2 separate regions of the Danio rerio genome follow, and region 1 is linked to region 2. Evidence: chromatin contacts called from public Hi-C data. All regions are on one chromosome and are shown on one strand. Each heading gives the region's core, a stretch centred on a gene start, on an enhancer-like site or on the middle of the called end of the contact. The rest is flanking DNA. Distances are from core to core; before and after follow the strand shown.

Region 1 (4,812 bases), core at 2,109-4,608, 580 kb after region 2:
AAAATGACATTGGTATTTTCTTGATTTTAGGTTGTGTTGGAAAGTGACCAAAATCCAACGTCGAGCCAATATCTTAAACCAACGTCATATTGACGTCAAATACTGTTTAGTTTAGTTTATTTGTTTACAGCGTCAATGCACTTTAATAAACATTACTGTAAATTGTGTCAGAATTAGCCAAGAATGGCTATTTTTCATCTGTAGACCCCTCACAGAATTAAAAAAAGTCACACCTAAAATCGAAGCACAGAATAATAACATACAGGGTGGGCTATTTATATAGATATCTAAATAAAATGGGAATGGTTGGTGATATTAACGTTCTGTTTGTGTCACATTAGTAAACGTGAGGTGGTAAACTTTTCAAGATGTGTTGGTGACCATGTTGTCCATTTTAAAGTCGGCCATCTTGGATCCAAATTTAGTTTTTTCAATAGGAAGAGGGTCATTAGACAGATCCAACGAGTTTAGAATTTCACAAGAAAAACAGTGGTGTGCTTGGTTTTAACGTAACTTTATTCTTTCATGAGTTATTTACAATTTCTAACCACTTATAAAATGTATTCAACGTGCTGCCCATTGTGATGGATTGTCAATGCAACCCTCTTCTCCCACTCTTCACACACTGACAGCAACAACACAGGAGAAATGCCAGCACAGGCTTCCAGTATCCGTAGGTTCAGGTGCTGCACATCTTGAGAGGAATAATACAATCCCCTCTTTCACCACCTCTAGTAGTTTGGTGAGCAGTCGTTCTAACGTTCACAAACTGATTTAGTGGTGAAGTCGGATTATGTTGTCTTAAACGTTAAAAAAATGTGTACATATTTAATTCAATTTTCCCAACTAAGCAGGTTGTATTTCTTTAATATTGAACAATAAAATGATTTCTTATCAAGAGTTTTTCAGGATTGTTTGTATAATGATTCAATTAGCTTCAAAGTAGTAATGATAGCTTGGGACCAAGTGGTCAAATGATAAGTGATATGAGAAATGATCATGGAGTGATTAGGGCTGCCTCACATGACATCTGATCAGGAAAAAATTTGCTAAACTGAATCAAACCCGGTTACAAACCTTTTAAAACTGGGACTTAAATTATAGTTTTGAATCCATCAAAACACCAAGGTACTGTACTTGTACTCAGATACAACTTGTAATCTTTCCCCTGATACAAATACATCTGGTACTACACTTAACCTATCATTCTTAGAAATGAACATACACACTGTTTTAGAGAGGCTGACATTTATTTGTCAGGTATGGCAACCAAAATCCAACGTTTGATAGATGTCATATTAGTAATGTCCACACAACATCAAGCTTAGACATTGATATTTTGTTGTTTTTAGGTTGCGTTGGAAAGTAACCAAAATATAATGTCTGTCCGATGTCAGCCTGACAATGGGTTTTGACGTCAACCCAATTGGGGTACAACATCAATCATGTTGACATCCTGTGCTTGCTGGGATGTATCACCTGAAAGCTGCATAAATAGGCTTTACATTGATGTATGGTTCGTTAGAACTGGATTATATTTGGCCAAGATACAACTAATGAAAATCTAAAATCTTGAGGGTTAAAAAGAAAAACTATATTGAGAAAAAAAGCCTTTGAAATAGTTTCGATACAGTGGCATAATTCACGAAATATATTTAATTAAAACAACTTTTACTTGATATTCTGATGATTTTGCGTAAAAAAAAAACATTAATTATGACCCATACAATGTAAATTTGACATATTTGACAATTTCTACAAATAAACTCGTTCAACTTAAGACTTAAGATTTGTCGTCCAGGGTCACAAATATATGAAAAATCTTTGTAGCATTCAGAATATTGAACTGGATGAAATAGTGAAACAGGCTTGGCAGATATATTTAATGGGTTAAAAATAAATAGACAATTATACAAATATAACTAATAAACAGAAGAAAAATTTCATGGCGTTATATGGGTCTTGTCTTGTGTACCTCAAGCTTTTACTCTGTGTTTGTTTGATTACCCAAACCATCCACCAGTCACTTAATCCATTCCCTCATCTGCAGCTGCTGCTACTAACTCACCTCTGTCCATCCGCAAAACCAATGGTAAGCTAAACCTGTTATCTCACGTTACACATGGCTTGCTTCTGCTTACCAGGGGATGCTACTGTTGCTTTTTCTTAACGGGAAAAGGAATTAAACAATTGGTTTATTGCTTGGAAATTTTCTGGGTGCAGATGAAAGAAGCCATACCTTTATTTATTTAGGGTTTTATAAACAGAACTTGAATGAGTAAAGACCACTTTGATTATATTTTGGTGTCTCCTGTATCAGAAACCTGTAAAAGTATTTTTTTTTCTACTTTATCTATGTAAAAATCCACAATAGTACGTATCTGTCAAAATCATCAAAGGTTTTTGTATCTTTTTTGTTTCATGTCAGATCTTTGCTCTTCTCTTTCATTTAATATTATTACATTTCCTGAGTCTGTTCAGTTCAAAATCATTCCTGGCAGCGCATTATTTAATACAATGTAATTTATATTCATAGTCCCTTGTCTTCACTGCCAGTTCATTTAGAGAACTGAATTAATGTCTCGTTAAAGATTCTAGTATTATCTTTCTACATTCCCTTATGGGTTAACATCAATATTGCTTCCAGACAGACTTCCTGAAATCCTTAACCTGTGTTTCTGCTGTAAACCTATCTTATTTCTTTATTAATACTAGTCCTTACTTAAGTGTTACCCTTTGGTATATGTTTGTACTTTATCCATTTCAAACAATCCCTGTGTTAACTTCCGTATTGTGCCTACAATTGATTTTTCCTGTATACTGTTGTGTTTTGTTATATTGTGTGTCTGAAAGATAAGTAATAGCCTGCTCTGACCTCTTCATTTTTTATATCTGCAAAGATAAATAATAGCCTGCTCTGACCTCTTCATTTTTACCAAATCTGGGATCCTCTGCTAAATACTTGAGCCGGAGCAGAAAAAGAGAGGGCTGCATTTTTGTGGTCACTACTGCGGTTTACTCCTCACGCTGAGACTCCATCCACTAGCTCTCCCCCCGCTAGGCCTCTTGTTGCTCCTGCACCCCGGGGCCCCAAAACGTCACTCGGCTTCATCTCCACACCCCTCATCTGGCCCGTGAGGAAGAAAGTAGAAGCTGCCGTCACTCGGCCACACAAACGTCCCGTCATCCATCTGACCAAGCCGCCTTCCCAACCGACAATAAGCATGACGAATGAATCCCACTGGCTGAAAACATCCACAATGACCTCTGTTGCCAAGAAAACAGACTCTACAAGCATGAGGCCGGCCTATTCCCAGGTGAAGCCTCCATGGCAACCAGACGCTCACAATCAGACTGAAGACTTTGAGTCTTTCCAGGTGGCGTCACTCAGTAATCGTAAGAATAAGCCAATAGCTCCCCAAGTGGTTGTGAGTGACAGTGACAAAAACCTCACAGAGATACTCGATTACCCATCTGGTTTTGGACCAGAGGCGTTTTTTTATGACATTGACTTGGATGATGATGTCTTCAGCCTGTTTGACTTTGATTCCACCTACTCCCTGGATGAAAGCTTGGCCCCTGCCACCCCCCACAACATGTCTTTCCTAGAAATAGAAAGTGTGCCTACTGTCAACACTACAAGTTTTGCACCGGTGAGACAGGCTGTTAGCAAACAGGAACATTTAGAAAGTCACTCAGACCTTAGTTTACCTTGGGCTATGTCAGAGTTGGCACAGGTCTCAGAACGGCTGGAGACAGACAGCAGCTGGACACTTATCCCTTCCTCCTCAATGAGTCCGGGAGTAACAGGTGTGCAAATGATCCAGTCTGAGCTCAAGAGTCTCCCTGGCCAAACAGCAGCACCACCAGAGTGGTCGCCCACACACCTTGTGGATATAAAGCTAACAAGCACCGTGGCCTGGGGCCTGTCGAAGGAAACTGCCACCAAGGACACTGTTAAAGATGTGCAACATGATCAGAAAAAGTCCACAATGGTTACACATGGCAAGATGGAATCTTTAACAAAAGGTTACGGCAGGACAAACTTGTCAGAAACTGATTATAGTCTAACCGATACCACCCCTTTTCTTTTTTCATCAGCCTCCCAACAGAGCTCTTTCGACTATCTCCCCAATCAAACTATTTTACTCATAGAGCCTTTGGCAGCGAGCCCTCTCACTCCTCAAGGCAGCTATACCCTCACAACAGAGACACTTGTTATCTCCTCTCTCTCCCCCTCTCATAGTGTCGAGCCAGTGGCTGAACTGCTTATGGATTCAACCCACAGCGCTGCCACTCTTATTGAGCCTCAGAGTTCAATGCCTACTGAAGGGGTTCAAAGTGACTTCTTAATGACACAGGCCATCAGACCCAGTCCGTTGTCTTCCTTGCCGCACACTGATGTTTTCCCATCTCTGACACCTGGCTCAGCCCAAATTCTCTTTATCTCAGATCCCAAAAACAACACTGACCTGGTTTTACCCTCAATGAACAATCAGTTTATCCTCTCTGAAAACCCTCAAGTCGTTCACTCCAGCCAATTCCCAAATTCTAGGGTTTTCACTTTGTATCCGAGCATCGCAGGTGGCATTTCTACGTCAGTAGACGGCAGCTGGTCCAAATCAGAGTCACCTCTGGCGCTGGAGCCGTCGCTTATACACAGATTGCCAGAGACCCTTTTCAGAGGCTTAAGCAGGCAAGGCGATGTTAATCCTTCAGAGGTCGATCTGAGGGACTTGTCACATATGCCTCATATTTCTGTCAATGCTAGTTCAGAATTACCAAACAGTTCTGCGGTGGCCCTGACAGATG
Region 2 (4,292 bases), core at 1,228-3,727:
GGCTTAGTCCCTTTATTAATCAGAAGTCAACACAGCAGAATCAAGCTCTATTTTATCCAGCATATGTTTTATGCATTGGAATACCTTCCAGCTGCAACCAATCACTGGGAAACACCCATACACTCATTCACACACATACACTACGGACACTTCAGCTTACCCAATTTACCTATACTGCATGTCTTTTGACTTGTGGGGGAAACTAAAGCACCCGGAGGAAACCCACACAAACACGGGGAGAACATGAAAACTTCACACAGAAATGCCAACTGATCCAGCTGGGGCTCAAACCAGCAACCTTCTTGCTGTGAGGTGACAGCGCTTGGTCATATTTATTATTCCATAATTATGAAAATACTGTGAAATAATTTTCACATTTTTGTAAAATAAAATTTTGTACAAAATCAGATAAATAATAAATCTCTCCAAAAATCTTTCAAATGCAGATACACTAGAAATAAAGGTACAAAATCGGTCACTGGAGTGGTAGCTCCCTTTTCAAAAAGTATATTTTGTTCTCAACAGGTCCTTGAATGTACATTTAATATCTAAAAACGGTCAAACTCATACCTTAAAGGTACAAAATGACCATTAAAAGTAGAAGAGTTAAAGCTAAAGGTACTAATGTCCACCTGACAGTACAAAATGGTACCTTTTTATACATTTTTTTTCTTTGTGTGTATGTATAAAACGGTGAAGTTTGTTGTGAAGTGCTGCTGGAGATTTATGGCTTAATGTAGCCGAAATCCTTTAACACAAATTGATAAAGTACTACAAGAAACCCCTAAAGGTATATTATGAATGTTTTCTTAGCTAAAAAAATGACTATATGAAAACTTGAAGAGATGGTATGCCTAAAAATGACAATTCTGCCATCATTTAGTCAACTTGACTTGCTTCAAACCTCATTGAGTTTTTTTTGTCTTGTTCTTTTGAACACACACACACACAAAAGGTATTTTGAAGAGAGCTGAAATTCTGTAACCATTGACTCCATAAAAACAACAAATAATATTAATATTAAATGTTATTATAATGCGCTTTCCTTAGACTCAAAGCACCACAAGGCAAAATATAACAAAAGCAGAAATAGCACAACAATAAAAAGATACAGCAAAACAGTAAAAATATAAACCATAAGATGCATTAAAAAAATTACGAAAAAGTATCATCCTTAAAAGCAATGCAAAAAAGTGAGTCTTAAGAAGTTTTTTTAAAACAGTCTAGCATAGCGGCAGTCCTAATGCTGATGCAAGGGTGTAGAATTAGCATATCCAAAATAAAATGATGCTTTGTCGAAATGTTCCAGTCAGGCTTACTGTGCAAGACTAGGTGAGACATGGACATTAACAGCTACATTTCGAGAAAAGTGTCAGTCACTTGAAGTCAAGTTTGCTACAAGTCCACCATAATAGTAACCATAGATGTGTAATTACTAAAAAGTTTTTCCTTAATTTGGGTCTCCACTGGCTGAATGATATCCAATATAAAGTGGGTCTCAGAATATACAAGAAGCACTGCATTCAATTAATTCCCGCCATGTCTTAAAAATATAAACATTTATTTTACCACAGTATATTCAATGGAGCTTCTGCGCTAGTCCTGGCGGGCACGTGCATGTAAATGGCTTTCATCTCGTTTTACGCCTGAGCAACTAAATAAACGCTGAAGTCTGTTTAACTGATTATATTTTAATTACAGTACAATGTCAATGCTGTAAAAGGAACTGTATAAAATGAAAAAAGTCCCATTAACCATTCACCAAAAGTTTATAAGTATGGGAAAAAACATCAGCTCTGCATATACACTATAAAAACTGAGCTGTGCATCAAATACAATGGAAGTCAATGGTTACAGGTTTCTTTAAATATATATTTTGTTGTGTTTGACAGAAATGAGAAATTTAATTGATTGAAATAATGACAGAACCTTCAATGTTTGGTGAACTACCCCTTTAAACCAAGTGGTGCTCGCTGCAGAGCCATTTGAGGAGACCTGAGCTCCAGCGAGGGGGAGCTTAAACTTGAGCTCCACCTTTTTTGCACTTCTTCTACGAGTGATGTCACTGGGGGTAGGGTTAGGGGTGGGGTTGGTGTACGCATTAAAACAGCTTACAGGAGGAGGAGCGACAGCTCATGCTCCCCCTCGCTGGAGCTCAGCTCTCCTCAAATGGCTCTGCAGCGCGCACCACTTGTCTTAAACACGACGCCCTGGCTATTTTTTTTTGTGTTGCGTCTTGCTTCTTCAGCCAGCAGAGGGCAGTAAAGACCCATAACATAATGTAATCTGCAGTCTTGCCTAAAAGCGGCCTGTTTTTCAGTCGAGAGCACAGCTGTGAATGAACGAACTGTTTTTTTCTTCAGAATGACAGATTGAGCTTAACTTCTCCTCACATCAGGCTTGTCAATCCTCCGGTGAATCCTCGTGCGACTAGATACCTAAGAGTCTTCCACAAGGTGCAGCATTCACTGTCAAAACAGGGCGCGAATCACCGAGTCAAAGTCAGAAACGTGTGTTTGCTGTGCATGATGTCGCAGGTTTGGAAGGTGTGAGTGAGGGTGTAGTTTTTCCTCAACCTCGTGTTGTGAAATTACAGCTCTGCCAGACTCCTAGTTACTTTAAAGTTAGCGTACATTTTCTGTCAAAAGGTGTGACTGAAAATCTTTTTGATAAAAGTTTCTCACCAAGGCAGGGTTTAATTAGGCCTAATTGAAAATACATTTGTAATATTGAGAAATATTAATTAAAAACATTGTTTGATGTAGGCCTTTGTAAAATATAAATTAATCCTGTGCTTTTAAATTGAATTTTCAACATCGTTTCAATATAATTTCCGTATTGCTCAAATCAATTTGGATGGATTTCATTTAGATGCATGGCACCATAACCAATTTCAAAGTTTACTGCGATTTGGAAAAGTCAAGGTTTTACAACCGCTAAAATGTTCTGTTAAACTGTTTCCAAGGTATATGTAAGTTTTTTTAATGAATTTTTTAATGTGTTGTAATGAAATCTTTGTTTTTGAAACAAATGAAGAGCGCTGAAGTCAATGATTTGTTTTAAATGTAGCCTGACATGTTTACTGTTCCAAAATATTTTAAACGTTTTTTAAAATACAATAAATTGTGTTTAATGTGTAATAAAGTTATTTATTTAATTAGTGTTTGTTTTACCCAGACATTTAAAAAGAATTTATTTTTGAGCAGTAATCACAATACCGTAATACCATCAGGCTGTGGCATTTTTATCCAAGGTTATCACACCGTTAGAAACTTGTACCAGCCCATGCCTAGATAGAGTTCAGATCTGTGTAGATTAACAGGAAATAATGATGGTGTTTTTTATTTATTTTGTTTAATGTACTTTTAATTTATGTATGTATATTATTCATATGTTTTTCTAAAAAGGAAAAGATGAAAGACAAATGAATAGCTTTTTGTAAGTAGTAAATTGATCATTATTTAGTGATTATTTATTTATTACTAATAACAAGATTCAATATTACTAATAATTAACCCCAAGTGCTATCAGCTTTGGATAGCATGCATAAATTGCTTACTAAAATGTACAAAATTTCACAATATTGGATTAATTTCATATATTTTGAGGAGTTTTATTAATTCATTTCATTCATTCATTTTCATCTGCTTTTCTGGGGCCACGTCCCGTTGTCAGCAGTCTCAGGAGTGAACCCCAGACTTCCCTCTCCCCAGACACTTCCTCCAGCTCCTCAGGGATCATCTAGAGGCATTAACAGGCCAGCCTAGAGACATAGGTACACCTACCTAGGTAGGCGTCCAGAAGGCATCCGAAACAGATGCCCAAGCCACCTTAGCTGACCTCTCTCCATGTGGAGGAGCAGCGGCTCTACTCCAAACTCCTCCCAGGTGACAGAGCTCTTCACCCTATCTATAATGCCTGATTCACACGGGGCTTCAGTGTCAACGCTTGACAGAGGGCTGGTCTGAATTTGGGGCAGACGCGATTGTCATAGCAGCATCAGCCAATGAAATAAGTCCGCAATCAGCTTACTGCCTGAGCTGGGGTATTTGCATAAATCATTCTGATTGGCTGACGCTTCTGTTGGCGCTTGAATAGTTGAGGAATTCTCAACTTTTGCAGCGGCCAATGCCACTGAAGCAGTGCAGACGGACTCAATTCAATTCGGCAACACTTGACGTCACCCATTCAAAGTGAATGGGTAGCGTTGACACTGACACTGAAAAAAAAAAGTTAATTATGAACAACTTTTGACTGTCAGAGTTGGTGCAGAATTTGACTTAAGTGTGTAA

What was found. A called contact is a pair of places that touch in the nucleus more often than the background predicts.
Region 1: a Hi-C map of embryo shows a contact between it and region 2, with 2.9 times the contacts expected there. The contact joins two enhancer-like sites. A contact is called at or near these places in 2 of 18 Hi-C or Micro-C datasets (embryo and an unstated tissue).

Annotation. Positions count from the first base shown.
Region 1 is chr20:40,705,258-40,710,069 of GRCz12tu, forward strand. All of the region lies in intron 5 of adgrg6 (adhesion G protein-coupled receptor G6), which reads left to right. Among named protein-coding and RNA genes, the nearest start is that of trnaf-gaa, 26 kb to the right of the region's middle. Within about 2 kb of position 3,359, at least 6 of the 62 cell types and tissues checked have an H3K27ac peak or open chromatin away from gene starts, as enhancers often do.
Region 2 is chr20:40,126,449-40,130,740 of GRCz12tu, forward strand. All of the region lies in intron 5 of txlnba (taxilin beta a), which reads right to left. Among named protein-coding and RNA genes, the nearest start is that of txlnba, 28 kb to the right of the region's middle. Within about 2 kb of position 2,478, at least 6 of the 62 cell types and tissues checked have an H3K27ac peak or open chromatin away from gene starts, as enhancers often do.